Regions from separate parts of the Macaca mulatta genome. Here region 1 is linked to region 2. A link is a contact called in public Hi-C data. All regions are on one chromosome and are shown on one strand. The core of a region is the stretch at or near the end of the contact, and the rest is flanking DNA. Distances in the headings are between cores, read along the strand shown. Region 1 holds the start of SLC39A3 (solute carrier family 39 member 3). Region 2 overlaps THOP1 (thimet oligopeptidase 1).

What was found. A called contact is a pair of places that touch in the nucleus more often than the background predicts.
Region 1: a Hi-C map of CD4 T cells shows a contact between it and region 2, with 4 times the contacts expected there. The contact joins the promoter of SLC39A3 here to the enhancer-like site in region 2. A contact is called at or near these places in 9 of 14 Hi-C or Micro-C datasets (CD4 T cells, blood, cortical neurons and 5 more).

Annotation. Positions count from the first base shown.
Region 1 is chr19:3,506,773-3,513,384 of T2T-MMU8v2.0, forward strand. SLC39A3 (solute carrier family 39 member 3) reads right to left here and starts at 3,238. Exons shown (of 3, transcript NM_001190948.1): 1 at 3,155-3,238; 2 at 1-25. The region is part of intron 1 of THOP1 (thimet oligopeptidase 1); the gene reads left to right.
Region 2 is chr19:3,422,647-3,429,220 of T2T-MMU8v2.0, forward strand. The region is part of intron 1 of THOP1 (thimet oligopeptidase 1); the gene reads left to right. It also overlaps a transcript of GNG7 not described here. Among named protein-coding and RNA genes, the nearest start is that of DIRAS1, 65 kb to the right of the region's middle. Within about 2 kb of position 3,280, at least 11 of the 40 cell types and tissues checked have an H3K27ac peak or open chromatin away from gene starts, as enhancers often do. A contact at or near this core is called in CD4 T cells and blood, where this site is marked.

The DNA.
Region 1 (6,612 bases), core at 1,988-4,487, 84 kb after region 2:
GGAGGCTCATGTCTTAGTCCAGCAACTGTGAACAGCAGGGGCATTGCATTAGCTTTTTTTTTTTTTGAGACGGAGCCTCGCTCTGCCACCCAGGCTGGAGTGCAGTGGCGTGATCTTGGCTCACTGTAACCACCACCTTCCAGGTTCAAGCGATTCTCTCGCCTCAGCCTCCCAGGTAGCTGGGATTATAGGCGCTTGCCACCACACCCAGTTGATTTTTGTATTTTTAGTAGAGACAGGGTTTCGCCATGTTGGCCAGGCTGGTCTCAAACTCCTGACCTCAGGTGATCTGCCTGCCTCGGCCTTCCAAAGTGCTGGGATTACAGGCATGAGCCACCGCGTCCGGCCTCTTTTTGTTTTTTTTTTGAGACGGAGTCTCACTCTGTTGCCCAGGCTGGAGTGCAGTGGCCGGATCTCAGCTCACTGCAAGCTCTGCCTCCCGCATTCTCCTGCCTCAGCCTCCCGAGTAGTTGGGACTACAGGCGCCCGCCACCTCACCCGGCTAGTTTTTTGTATTTTTTAGTAGAGACGGGGTTTCACCGGGTTAGTCAGGATGATCTCCATCTCCTGACCTCGTGATCCGCCCATCTCGGCCTCCCAAAGTGCTGCAATTACAGGCGTGAGCCACCGCGCCCAGGCAGCTTTTTTTTTAGACAGAGTCTCGCTCCGTTGCCAGGCTGAAGTGCAATGGTGCAATCTCTGCTCACTGCAACCTCCACCTCCTGGGTTCAAGCGATTCTCCTGCCTCAGCCTCCCTAGTAGCTGGGATTACAGACATGCGCCACCACTCCCAGCTAATTTTTTTGTATTTTTAGTAGAGACGAGGTTTCATCGTGTTGGCCAGGCTAGTCTCGAACTCCTGACCTCGTGATCTGCCTGCCTCGGCCTCCCAAAGTGTTAGGATTATAGGTGCTAGCCACCGCACCAGGGCAGTTCTTCAGTTTTGGAACTCATACTGGTTTTCTTTGCTTCTCAATCTACAGACAACTGTGGGACCTTGTAATCATGTGAGTTAATACTTAATAAACTCCCCTTTATATATGTAACTATTCCATTAGTTGTGTCCCTCTAGAGAACCCTGACTAATACACTGTCTCAAAGAAAAAAAAAAAAGTTCATCAAAACTAAAAAAAATCCAGGTGGGGTACGGTGGCTCACACTTGCAATCCCAGCACTTTGGGAGGCCGAGGCAGGTGGATCACCTGAGGTCAGGAGTTCAAGACCAGCCTGGCCAACGTGGTGAAACCCCATCTCTACTGAAAATACAAAAATTAGCCGGGTGTGGTGGCTGACACCTGTAATCCCAGCTACTCGGGAGGCTGAAGCAAGAGAATCGCTTGAACCCAGGAGGCGGAGGTTGTAGCGAGCCAAGATGGCACCACTGCACTCCAGCCTGGGTGACAAGAGCAAAACTCCGTCTCAAAAAAATAAATAAATAAACAAACTAAATAAACTCTAAAATTCCACTCCTCAGTCTCCCTGGCCACATTTAAAGTGCTCAGTAGTCACACAAGCCTACTTGACTTCTGTGGTTACCGTATTTGACAGCAAAGGGAACACTCGTCGCTGCAGAATGTTCTATTGGATGGTGGTGGTTCATGGCTTCCCCATGCCCCAGAGTAAAGTCTAAACTCTGGACCCTGAGGCTGAGGCTCTGCACGACAAGCTCCTGCCTCACCTTGGCCCACACTGGTCCTTTCTGTGCCAAACTCGCTCATGCCTCAGGACCTCTGCATGGGTTCTTCTCTCTCCACCTGGAACATGCTCTCTTTCTCCTGACCTTCCAGCAATGCCTCCTCCTTCTCTCTTGCTTCACTGCATCCAGGACCCCTCAAAAGGGCCTCCCTCAGCCAAGTGTGGTGGCTCATGCCTGTAATCCCAGCACTTTGGGAGGCTGAGGTGGGCAGATCACCTGAGGTCGAGAGTTCAAGACCAGCCTGTCCAACACAGTGAAACACTGTCTCTACTAAAAATACAAAAATTAGCTGTGTGTGGTGGTGGGCACCTGTAATCCCAGCTACTTGGGAGGCTTAGGCAGGAGAATCACTTGAACCCAGGAGGTGGAGGTTGCAGTGAGCCAAGATCACGCCATTGCACTCCAGCCTGGGTGACAAAGTAAGACTCTCTCTCAAAAAAAAAAAAAAAAAAAATTAGTTGGGCATGCTGGTACGCGTCTGTAATCCCAGTTACTCGGGAGGCTGAGGCAGGAGAATCACTTCAACCCAGAAGGCAGAGGTTACAGTGAGCCGAGATCGCGCCATTGCACTCCAGCCCGGGCTGCAGAGTGAGACTCCGTCTCAAAAAAAAAAAAAAAAAAGAGGGGGGGCCTCCCTTTCTGACCATGGCTGACTCCCGCCCTAAACCATATCCCTGTACCCCCCGGAAGGCCTGGTGCAGAAGATACTAAAAACCCGCTGGCTGAACACACGGAGGAACGGAAGCCTGTGGGCACTGATAAGGGCCGCATTACCTGATGCAATGGCCCAAAATGGAGTCGGTTTCACCCTGGACCCCAAAATGTCACCATTCTTAGGAGGAATCTCAGCTCCTCCCCTGGTCCTTGAGTTTTCCCCAACTGGGATTTCTCCCCCACCATCAGCGCTAAGCGCCTCATGGCCCCGCCACCTCCCTGCATTCAGGTCTTCGGGTCACTGCTCAGACGTCTCCACTCACAGCCCTCCCCGCCCCCTTCCCTGGTGTTATTTTCTTTTATTTTGTGCTACAGAGGGAACTAGGAATTACATTATTTTAAGTCGATTAAAGTCGTCCCGCCCCCCTAGGCGGTGAGCTGGGCGGGACCAGGCTGTCTGTCTCGCTCTGGGCCAGCTGCACCCAGCGCAGAGCCACCCAGGCACACAGTAGGCGCCCAATAAAGACCTGTCCGGCATCTGGATGCCTCAGGCTGTACAGTGAAGGTGAGGGTGGCCTGCACGCTCTCAAACTGTAGACTGCTCGGGCCGGGATGCGGAGGGCGCGGGCTCATTCATTCAATCAGCACTTATTGAGCGCCTTCTGTGTGCCTCGCGCTGCCGGATACCGGAGTCGGGCCTCGGCTAACGTGCGGGTAGAATCCACCAGAACACCGGCCGCCCAGGGCCGCCCCGCCCCGCCGCCCCGCCCCGCCGCCCCGGGTCCTCTCTCAGCCCGCACCTACCTCCCGGGGAACCCTTGTCCCCCGACAGGCGCCGCTCCCCGCCCAACCGCCGCGCAGTCTCGACCCCACAGACGCGGCCTGGAGAGGCCCCGCTCAGCGCGGCTGGCCCACGCCCCGCCCACGCCCCTGCCCATTGGCCTCTCCGAGAGCCGCTGGCAGAACTTTCCATACTATTGGCTGCGGAACCTGCCACTCACATGCGACTCCACCTCTTCTACCGGCACAGGAAAGGGGTTTCCTCCCGCAGAGCGGCGGGCGCAGCCACCAAGCGGCCCCGACGGGAAACTCGGATCGGCGAGGAACGGTTCCGGCAGGATTGGGTTTCCAGAGCTGTCCAGGGGCATCTGGTGCTGAATCCCGCTTGGAAGGAGCTTGGAGGTGTGGACGGGAAGTGATTTCCAACGCAGGCGGCTCCTCTCTCAGTGTCCTCGCTGCTGATCCCCTTACGGACGGCTGAAGAAGCAGCTTCATCCTTTCAACAAATCTCTGTTGATAGGCAGGAGGAATAAGTCCAAGAGATCGACTGTACATCACGGTGGCTGCAGCTGGTAACGATGCATTGCATACTGCAAAATTGCTAAGAAAGTAGATGTTACATGTTCAAACCATGAAAAAATAAGTATACGAGGTAACGCATAAGTTAAAAACCAAATCTTGGCAGGGCACAGTGGCTCACATTTGTAACCCCAGCACTTTAAGAGACCGAGGCAGGAGGATCGCTTGAGTCCAGGAGTTCAAGGCCAGCCTGGGTAGCATAGTGAGACCCTATCTCTAAAAAAAAAAAAAAAAATTTTTTTTTTTTTTAGACAGAGTCTCGCTCTTGTCACTCAGGCTGGAGTGCAGTGGCACGATCTTGGCTCACTGCAACTTCCGACTCCCGTGTTCAAGCAATTCTCCTGCCTCATCCTCCCGAGTAGATGCAATTATAGTCGCATGCCACCACTCCAGCTCATTTTTGTGTTTTTAGTAGAGACGGTGTTTCACCATGTTGGCCAAACTGGTCTCGAACTCCTGACCTCAGGTGATCCTCTTGCTTTGCCTTCCCAAAGTGCTGGGATTACAGGCATGAGCCACTGCGCTTGGCCCAATGACTTGATTCTAACAAATAGAAAATGGCAAACGAATGGGATGTCATTCTGCGATTAGACTCTGAGAGACTGTGACTTCTATTTTGCTAGCAGAGCCTGTCTCTCACCTGCTCAGCCTACATGCCTTGACAAAGCAAGCTAAGATGCTGGAGAGATCCACAGGGCAAGGAACTGAGAGTGTCCTCCAGCCAACGGTCAGCAAGGCAATGAGACCCTCAGCACAACAGCCCATAAGGAACCAAATGCTGCCTGCAGCCATGAGTATTATCATGGAAGAGGGTCCTGCCCCAAGTGAGCTTTCGGTTGACTGCTTCACTTCAATTGCAACCTTTGAAAGACCCTAAAACAAAGCTGTACACAGTGGCTCATGCCTATAATCCCAGCACTTTGGAAGGCCGAGGTGGGCAAGTCACTTAAAGTCAGGAGTTTGAGACCAGCCTGGCCAAGATGGCGAAACCCCATCTCTACTAAAAATACCAAAATTAGCTGGGCATGGTGGCGGGCACCTGTAGTCCCAGCTCTTCAGGAGGCTGAGGCATCAGAATCATTGGGACCTGGGAGGCCGAGGTGACAGTGAGCTGAAATCATACCATTACACTCCAGCCTGGGCAACAAAAAAAAAGGAAGAGAGAAAGAGAGAGAGAGACAGAAAGAAAGAAAGAAAGAAAGAAAGAAAGAAAGAAAGAAAGAAAGAAAGAAAGAAAGAAAGAAAGAAAGAAAGAAAGAAAGAAAGAAAGAAAGAAAGAAAAGAAAGAAAGAAAGAAAGATTGAAAGAAAGAAAGAAAGAAAGAAAGATTGAAAGAAGGAAAGAAGAAGAAAAGAAAGAGAGACAAAGACCCTGAAAACAGAAGACCCATATGAACTGCACCTGAATTCCTCATCCAGAGAAACTGAGATAATAAATGCTGTTTCAAGCCACTTAGTTTTGTGTTTGTTTGCTTGTATTTTGAGAGAGGGTCCTGCCCCATCACCCAGGCTGGAGTGCAGTGGTGCAATCATAGCTCACTGTAGCCATGACCTCCTGGGCTCAAGCAGTCCTCCCACCTCAGCCTCCCGAGTACCTGGGAGCATGTGCCACCATGCCTAGCTAATTTTTTACCTAATGTCACACAAGCCAGTCTCAAATGCCTGGATTCAGGAAATCCTCCCACCTCAGCCTCCTAAAGTGCTGAGATTACAGGCATGAGCCACCATGCCTGGTGGCACTAAGTTTGGGGGAAAAATTGTCATATGGCAATAGATAACTAATACGCCTACATACTAGAAAAACTATAGGTCATACTAAGTTCTGTGAAGAAAGAAAGAGAGACTTCTCTGCAGGAATTAGCCAAGTCAAATATACTGAGAAGGCTGGGTACGGTGGCTCACACCTGTAATCCCAGCACTTTGGGAGTCTGAGGTGGGCAGATCACGAGGTCAGGAGATCGAGACCATCCTGGCTAATACAGTGAAATCCCGTCTCCACTAAAAAATACAAAAAAATTTGCCAGGCGTGCTGGCGGGCGCCTGTAGTCCCGGCTACTCGGGAGGCTGAGGCAGGAGAATTGCATGAACCCGGGAGGTGGAGCTTGCAGTGAGCCGAGATCATACCACTGCACTATAGCCTGGGTGACACAGCGAGACTCTATCTCAAAAAAAAAAAAAAAAAAAGAAGAAGGCCGGGCGCAGTGGCTCAAGCCTGTAATCCCAGCACTTTGGGAGGCCGAGACGGGCGGATCACAAGGTCAGGAGATCGAGACCATCCTGGCTGACACGGTGAAACCCCGTCTCTACTAAAAAATACAAAAAAACTAGCCGGGGGAGGTGGCAGGCGCCTGTAGTCCCAGCTACTCGGGAGGCTGAGGCAGGAGAATGGCATGAACCCGGGAGGCGGAGCTTGCAGTGAGCCAACATCACGCCACTGCACTCCAGCCTGGGCGGCAGAGCGAGACTCTGTCTCAAAAAAAAAAAAAAAAAAAAAAGAAAAAGAAAACTAGCAGGGCGTGGAGGTGGGCACCTGTAATCCCAGCTACTCGGGAGGCTGAGGTAGGAGAATTGCTTGAACTCGTGAGGTGGAGGTTGCAGTGAGCCAAGATCATGCCACTGCACTCCAGTCTGGGCAGCAGAGCTAGGCTCCATCTCAAAAAAAAAAAAAAGTACTGGGAAGTAGGGAGAGGAGAGAGGATAGTTGACAAACAGATGGAAAAGGGTTTGCTGCGTTTGAGGAGTTGGAAAGCCAGCCTGGCTAAACATCCATGAGCAGTGGGGAGATGGGAGATTAGGGACAGTCCCGTAGACCGTGCTGTGGAATTGGATGTTACCGTAAGTGCAGTGTGATTCATTGAAGGATGTTAAGTAGGTGAGGGTTGTCATCTAATTTTATGTCTTAAG
Region 2 (6,574 bases), core at 2,030-4,529:
CGCCCTGGGCCCCCCACCGCCGGGTCTGGGACACAGATGCTCTCCCATTTCCAAACCTCCCATTCGGACCCTCACTGCGGCGGGGGCGGGGCCGTGTTTTTGAGACTCTGCACGCACGAGGGGGTGAGTTTGAGTGAGGCAGTCTCCATGGAGAGGAAGGTCTTTATTTAGGAAGCCAGGTGGGGGCGGGGCCGGGTGGGGAGGAGAGGGGGAGAGGAGAGATGAGCTTCTGCAGATTTCAAACCTGTCATTTCTTTTCTGATGCACACCCTCCCCTCCTGCTTCATGACAAGCTCTGCTCCCACCTTCCCCGGGTTCCCAGAGCGGCCTCCTAGGCACGATCTGAAACAGCTGGGGTCCCCCGCTCAACCCCCCAGGTGCTACGGACATGAGGGCCGGGTCACTCGCTGGGGCGGAGCCATCCTAGGTACTGCAGGGTGCTGGGCAGCGTCCCTGGCCTCCACCCACTCTATGCCAGGAGCACCCCCAGTCATGACAGCCACAAATGTCCCAGACATTGCCTGATGTCCCCTGGGGAACAGAAACATCCCCAGAAAGACTTCCTCAGTTAGGGGGTTCCACGGATCCCCAAGAGACTGTGTCCCATGATCCTCTGCCCTGCTGAGGTCCCAGGAGGCTGCACACATTGAAATCCACACCCTGAGTGGGGGGAGGGAGAGAGGCGGAGAATCCCAGGAGCTGGGGTCCTGTGGTTTATGCTGTCTGCCCCACTGGGAGCTTATTCTGGTGTCTGTTGTGAGCAGAGACGCAATTCAATTATTATTTTTGAAATCATGAATGCAAGGTCTTCCCCTCTGCACTGTGGGCATTGGGGCTGGACCATTCTCTGGGCTGGGGACGTCCTGGGCACTGCAGGGTGCTAAGCAGTATCCCTGGCCTCCACCCACTCCATGCCAGGAGCACCCCTGAGTTGTGACAACCACAGATGTCCCCAGACATTGCCCAGGGTCCCCTGGGAGGCAGAGGCAGGAGGATCGATTGAGCTCAGGAGTTCAAGACCAGCCTGGACCACATAGCAAGACCCCATCTTTATAAAACATTTTTAAAATGTAGCCAGGTGTGGTGGTGTGCACCTGTGATCCCAGTTACTCAGGAGGCTGAGATGGGAGGAATGCTGAGTCTGGGAGGTCGAGGCTACAGTGAGCTGAGATCACATCACTGCACTCCAGCCTGGGTGACAGAGCAAGACTCTGTCTCAGGGAAAAAAAAGAGACCCTGTCTCAAAAAAAAAGAGGGGGTTAAATAATCTGACTAGACACCTCTCAAATAAAGACACACAGGCAGCCAACAGGATTATGAAAAAATGCTGAAGATTATTCATCATCAGGGAAATGCAAATTAAAACCACAATGAGATACCTGTTAGAATGGCTATGATCCAAAAGATAAAAGATAAGAAACATTGGTAAAGATGGCCGGGTGCAGAGGCTCATGTCTGTAATCCCAGCACTTTGGGAGGATGAGGCAGGCGGATCACGGGGTCAGGAGTTCAAGACCAGCCTGGTCAACATGGCGAAACCCCGTCTCTACTAAAAATACAAAAACTAGCTAGACTTGGTGGCAGGCACCTGTAATCCCAGCTACTTGGAGGCTGAGGCAGGAGAATCGCTTGAGCCTGGGCGGCAGAGGTTGCAGTGAGCCAAGATTGTACCACTGCACTCCAGCCCGGGTGACAGAGTGAGACTCTGTCTCAAAAAAAAAAAAAAAAAAAAAGAAAAAAAGAAAAAGAAAAAGAAACATTGGTGAGGATGTGGAGAAAAGGGAGCCCTGTGTGCTGTTGGTGGGAATGTAAATGAGCACAGCCATTCTGGAGAACGGAATGGAAGTTCCTCAAAAAATTAAAGATAGAACCACCATATGATCCAGTAATCCCACTTCTGGGTATATATCCAAAGGAAATGAAATCAGAATCTGTCAGCCTCATTCACAATAGCCAAGATAGGAAACCAACCTACGTGTCCATCGTTGGATGAATGGATACAGAAAATGTGAGGCTGGGCGCGGTGGCTCACATGTGTCACCCCAGCACTTTGGGAGGCCGAGGTGGGTGGATCACGAGGTCAGGAGTTCAAGACCAGCCTGGTCAACATGGCGAAACCCTGTCTCTACTAAAAATATAAAAATTAGCCTGGCATGGTGGTGTACACCTGTAGTCCCAGCTACTCAGGAGGCTGAGGCAGAAGAATAGCTTTAACTCAGGAGGCGGAGGTTGCAGTGAGCCGAGATCATGTCATTGCACTCCAGCCCGGGTGACAGAGTGAGGCTCCATCAGAAAAAGAGAAAGAAAGATGAACTAGACTAGAGGTTGGCAAACTCTGGCCCATGGGTCAAACGCAGTCCACTGCTTACTTTTGTAAATAAAGTTTTATTGGCACACAACCGTGCATGTTCACTTACATATCATTCATAGCTGCTTCTGAGCTCCCACAGCACAGCTGGGAGGACTCGACAGAGAGCACATGGCCTGCAACGCCAAAAATTTATACGTTGGCCCTTTAGGAAGGGTTGATAATCCCTGTACTAGAGTTAGATCTCAGAGGACCTTGAATGCCAGAAACGAATAAGTCCTAATGATTTTTAGCAAAGAGTAATGCCGCACAACCAAATGTTTACAAATTTCATGTACTGGAATCCTCTGGGGGCGGGGCAGGGGAGAGGCCCGAAAACATGAAACAGTGTCAGATCAATTTTCAATGATTGTCTTCAGAATTAAAACTGGCCAGGCGTGGTGGCTCATGCCTGGAATCCCAGCACTTTGGGAGGCCCAGGCGGACAGATTTCTTGATCCCAGGAGTTCGAGACCGGCCAGGGCAACATGGTAAAACCCGGTCTCTACTAAAAATTAGCTGGGGCATGGTGGTGCACGCCTGTAGTCCCAGCTACTCGGGAGGCTGAAGCAGGAGGACGTCTTGAGGCCAGGAGCTTGAGGCTGCAGTGAGCTGAAATGGTGCCACTGCACTTCACCCTGGGTGACAAAGCGAGACCCTGTCTCAAAAAAAAAAATCTATCTAGATAAATAACATTTATCCTAAAAAGAGAAACAGTATAAAGGCACTCAGAGCTGAAACTGAAAGTCCTCCACCAGTCTCTAACTCCTGACTTCCGGGTTTCACGTCTTGCTTTATAGGACTTCCTGAATTCTAACCCCAATTCTCCTTTTCAAAAGTCTTTTGTTTCAGCCAGGCACAAGGGCCTGTGCCTGTAATCCCAGCTACCGGAGAGGCCAAAGCAGGAGGATCGTTTCCGGTCAGGAGCTGCAGACCAGCCTGGGCAACATAGTGAGACACCATCTTTTTAAAAAATTTTGTTTTTGTTTTGGAAAAATTTTTGATTTACAGAAAAGTTGCAAAGCTAGTACAGCGTTCCCAGACACCCCTCATTCAGCTTCCCCTCGTGTTAGTATCTTACATCCGGCGTCTGCAAATTTTTTCTGCAAAGGGACAAACAGTAAGTATTTTACGCTCTGCGAGCTAAAGGGTCGCTGTTGCATATTCCTCTTTGTTATTTGTTTTTTTACAATCCTTTTAAAATGGAAAAGGCTTTTTAGCCCTGAGCTTTATAAAAATAAGCCATAGGTCAGGCGGGCGCAGTGGCTCACGCCTGTAATCCCAGCACTTTGGGAGGCCGAGGAGGGCAGATCACGAGGTCAGGAGATCGAGACCATCCTGTCTAAATCCCGTCTCTACTAAAAATACAAAAAATTAGCCGGGCGCCTGTAGTCCCAACTACTCAGGAGGCTGAGGCAGGAGAATGGCATGAACCTGGGAGGCGGAGCTTGCAGTGAGCCTAGATCGCGCCACTGCACTCCAGCCTGGGCAACAGAGCAAGACTCCCTCTCAAAAAAAAAAACCAAGTATAAACAAAACGTGGTACATCCTCCAAAACCAAAATGTCAAAATGTACACCCGTGTTCACAGCAGCACGATTCACAGCACCCCAAAGGTGGAGACCACCCAAGTGGCCACCGAGAGATGAATGGATAAACACAATGTCGTCCATTCATGCAATGGAATATGATTCAGCCTGAAAAAGGAAAGAAATTTTGACACAGGCTAGAGCGTGGATGAACTTCGAGGGCATCGTGTCCAGTGAAATGAGCCAGATGCAAAAGGACATATCCTGTGTAACTCCATGCTTAGGAGGTCCCTAGAGAGTGAGCCACACCAAATGTAAACTGTAGCTGCTGGTCAATAACCATGTATCAATATTGGCTCATTAGTGTAACAAATGTAGCACATTAATGAGAGATGGTAGCAGTAGGGGGAAATGCGTACCTTTTAGGGGAGAGGAGATAGGTGGGAACTCTATGTCTTCTGCTCAATTCTTCTGTAAGCCCAAAACTGCTCTAAAAATAGTCTATTGAAAGGGGAACTTGAAAAGACAAATTGTGAGAGTTATATCACGAACCAAGCGTTCGGATTTTTTTTTTCTTTTTTTTGAGACGGAGTCTCACTCTGTCACTCAGGCTACGGTGCAGTGGCGCGATCTCCACTCACTGCAAGATCCGCCTCCCGGGTTCATGCCATTCTCCTGCCTCAGCCTCCCAAGTAGCTGGGACTACAGGCACCCACCACCACGCCCGGCTAATTTTTTTGTTGTATTTTCAGTAGAGATGGGGTTTCACCGTGTTAGTCAGGATGGTCTCGATCTTCTGACCTCGTGATCCACCCGCCTCGGCCTCCCAAAGTGCTGGGATTACAGGTGTGAGTCAACGCGCCCGGCCTGATTTTTTCTAAAAAAGTGAGACTCCATCTCAAAAAAAAAAAAAAAAAAGAGGAGGGGAGGGAAAGCGGGAGGGAAGGAAAGAGAGGGAGGGAGGGGGAGAGGGAGAAAGGGTGGGAGAGAGAGGAAAACAGAGTGAGAGAGAGGGACAGAGGAAAGGAACGGGAATGAGTGTGAGTGAAGGAGGGACGGAGGAAGGAAGGAAGGAAAGAAGGAAAGGAGGAAGGGAGGGGAAGGAGGGAGGGAGAAATGAGGGAAGGAAGAGGAAAGGAGGAGAGGCACCCACTTGAGACAACATGATCTCTAAGCACTGACATTTATGAGCGGATTCCTTCCACAAGCTGTTCTAAACAAGCCCCAGAGAGAAGCCTGGTCAGTCCTGGCCAAATGGATTTTCTGCTTTTCCCCGAGCCCCTGTGAGTATCGCCACCATGTAATACCATGAGGATCAAAATCTCCTGGCCACTTAAGCCTGGATTAACCCACAGCAGAGCCATCCTCCTTACCCAGGGGCCACGGCGGCCCCGTGAGAGGATCACACAGCAGTCCTAATGGAATCTGTCCCAATTAGCCTCTGTCAGATTACTCACAGAACCTGCCATCCATGGAAGGCAGATTAGCCTACGATGCATGTGCAAATCCCATTTGGCGAACGAAAGCATATTCTGGAGATGATTAGCTTATTTCTGCAAGATGGCATCAAGCAGGAGATAACACGTCTTCATCCCCCTGTTACACCCACAAGGCTCTGTGTAATTCTCCCTGAGCCTCATCCCCTTCCAATCCTGATTCCCTGTGGGAGAAACACAGTTCCTTCCACTGAAGGGTTGACGCTATGGGTAAGACCTTTTCATCCTCCTGCTCCAAAACCACATAGAAAGGAGAAACTGGAAGTATATTTTTCATCTGTTTACCATATTCATGCCCTCAAAAGTACAAGAGAACAAGCTAGAAAGTAGACGACGCCGGGCGTGGTGGCTCACGCCTGTGATCCCAGCACTTTGGGAGGCTGAGATGGGAGGATCGCTTGAGTCTAGGAGTTCTAGTCCAGCCTGGGAAACATAGTGAGACCCCCCACACCAACACCCCACCACCATCTGTACAAAAAATACAAAAATTAGCCAAAAATTAGGCATGCCCCTATAATCACAGCTACTCGGAAGGCTGAGGCAGGAGGATCGCTGGAGCCCAGGAGTTTGAGACTGTGGTAAGCCATGCTCACACCACCGCACTCCAGCCTGGGCAACAGAAGACGACCCTGTCTCAAATAAATAAATAAAAACACAGTGACTTTTGCTTGTTCTTTCTTGGGTCACGTGTTCTGGGGGAAGCCAACTGCCATGTTGTGGGGAAATGCAGGCAGTGTTGTGGAGAAATCCATGTGGTGCAGAAATGGGCCCTCCAGGGCGGGCAAGGTGGTTCACGCCTGTAATCTCAGCAATCCGGGAGGCCAAGGTGGGGGCAGGTCATTTGAGATCAGAAGTTTGAGACCAGCCTGGCCAACACAGTGAAACCCCATCTCCACTAAAAACTATATAAAAATTAGCCAGTAATTGGCTAGTTAATGTAATTATGCCTGTAATCCCAGATACTCAGGAGGATGAGGCAGGAGAATCACATGAACCCAAGAGGCAGAGATTGCAGTGAGCCAAGATCACGCCACTGCACTCTAGCCTGGCTGACAAAGTGAGACTCCATCAAAAAAAAAAAAAAAAAAAAGGAAAGAAGGAAGGGAGGGAGGGAGGGAAGGAGGGAAGGAAGGATTCATTTGTTCATTTGGGCATTTTGCCCTTCTGTCAAGGCCAGTTGGAAGCTGAGGCCTCCACCAACAG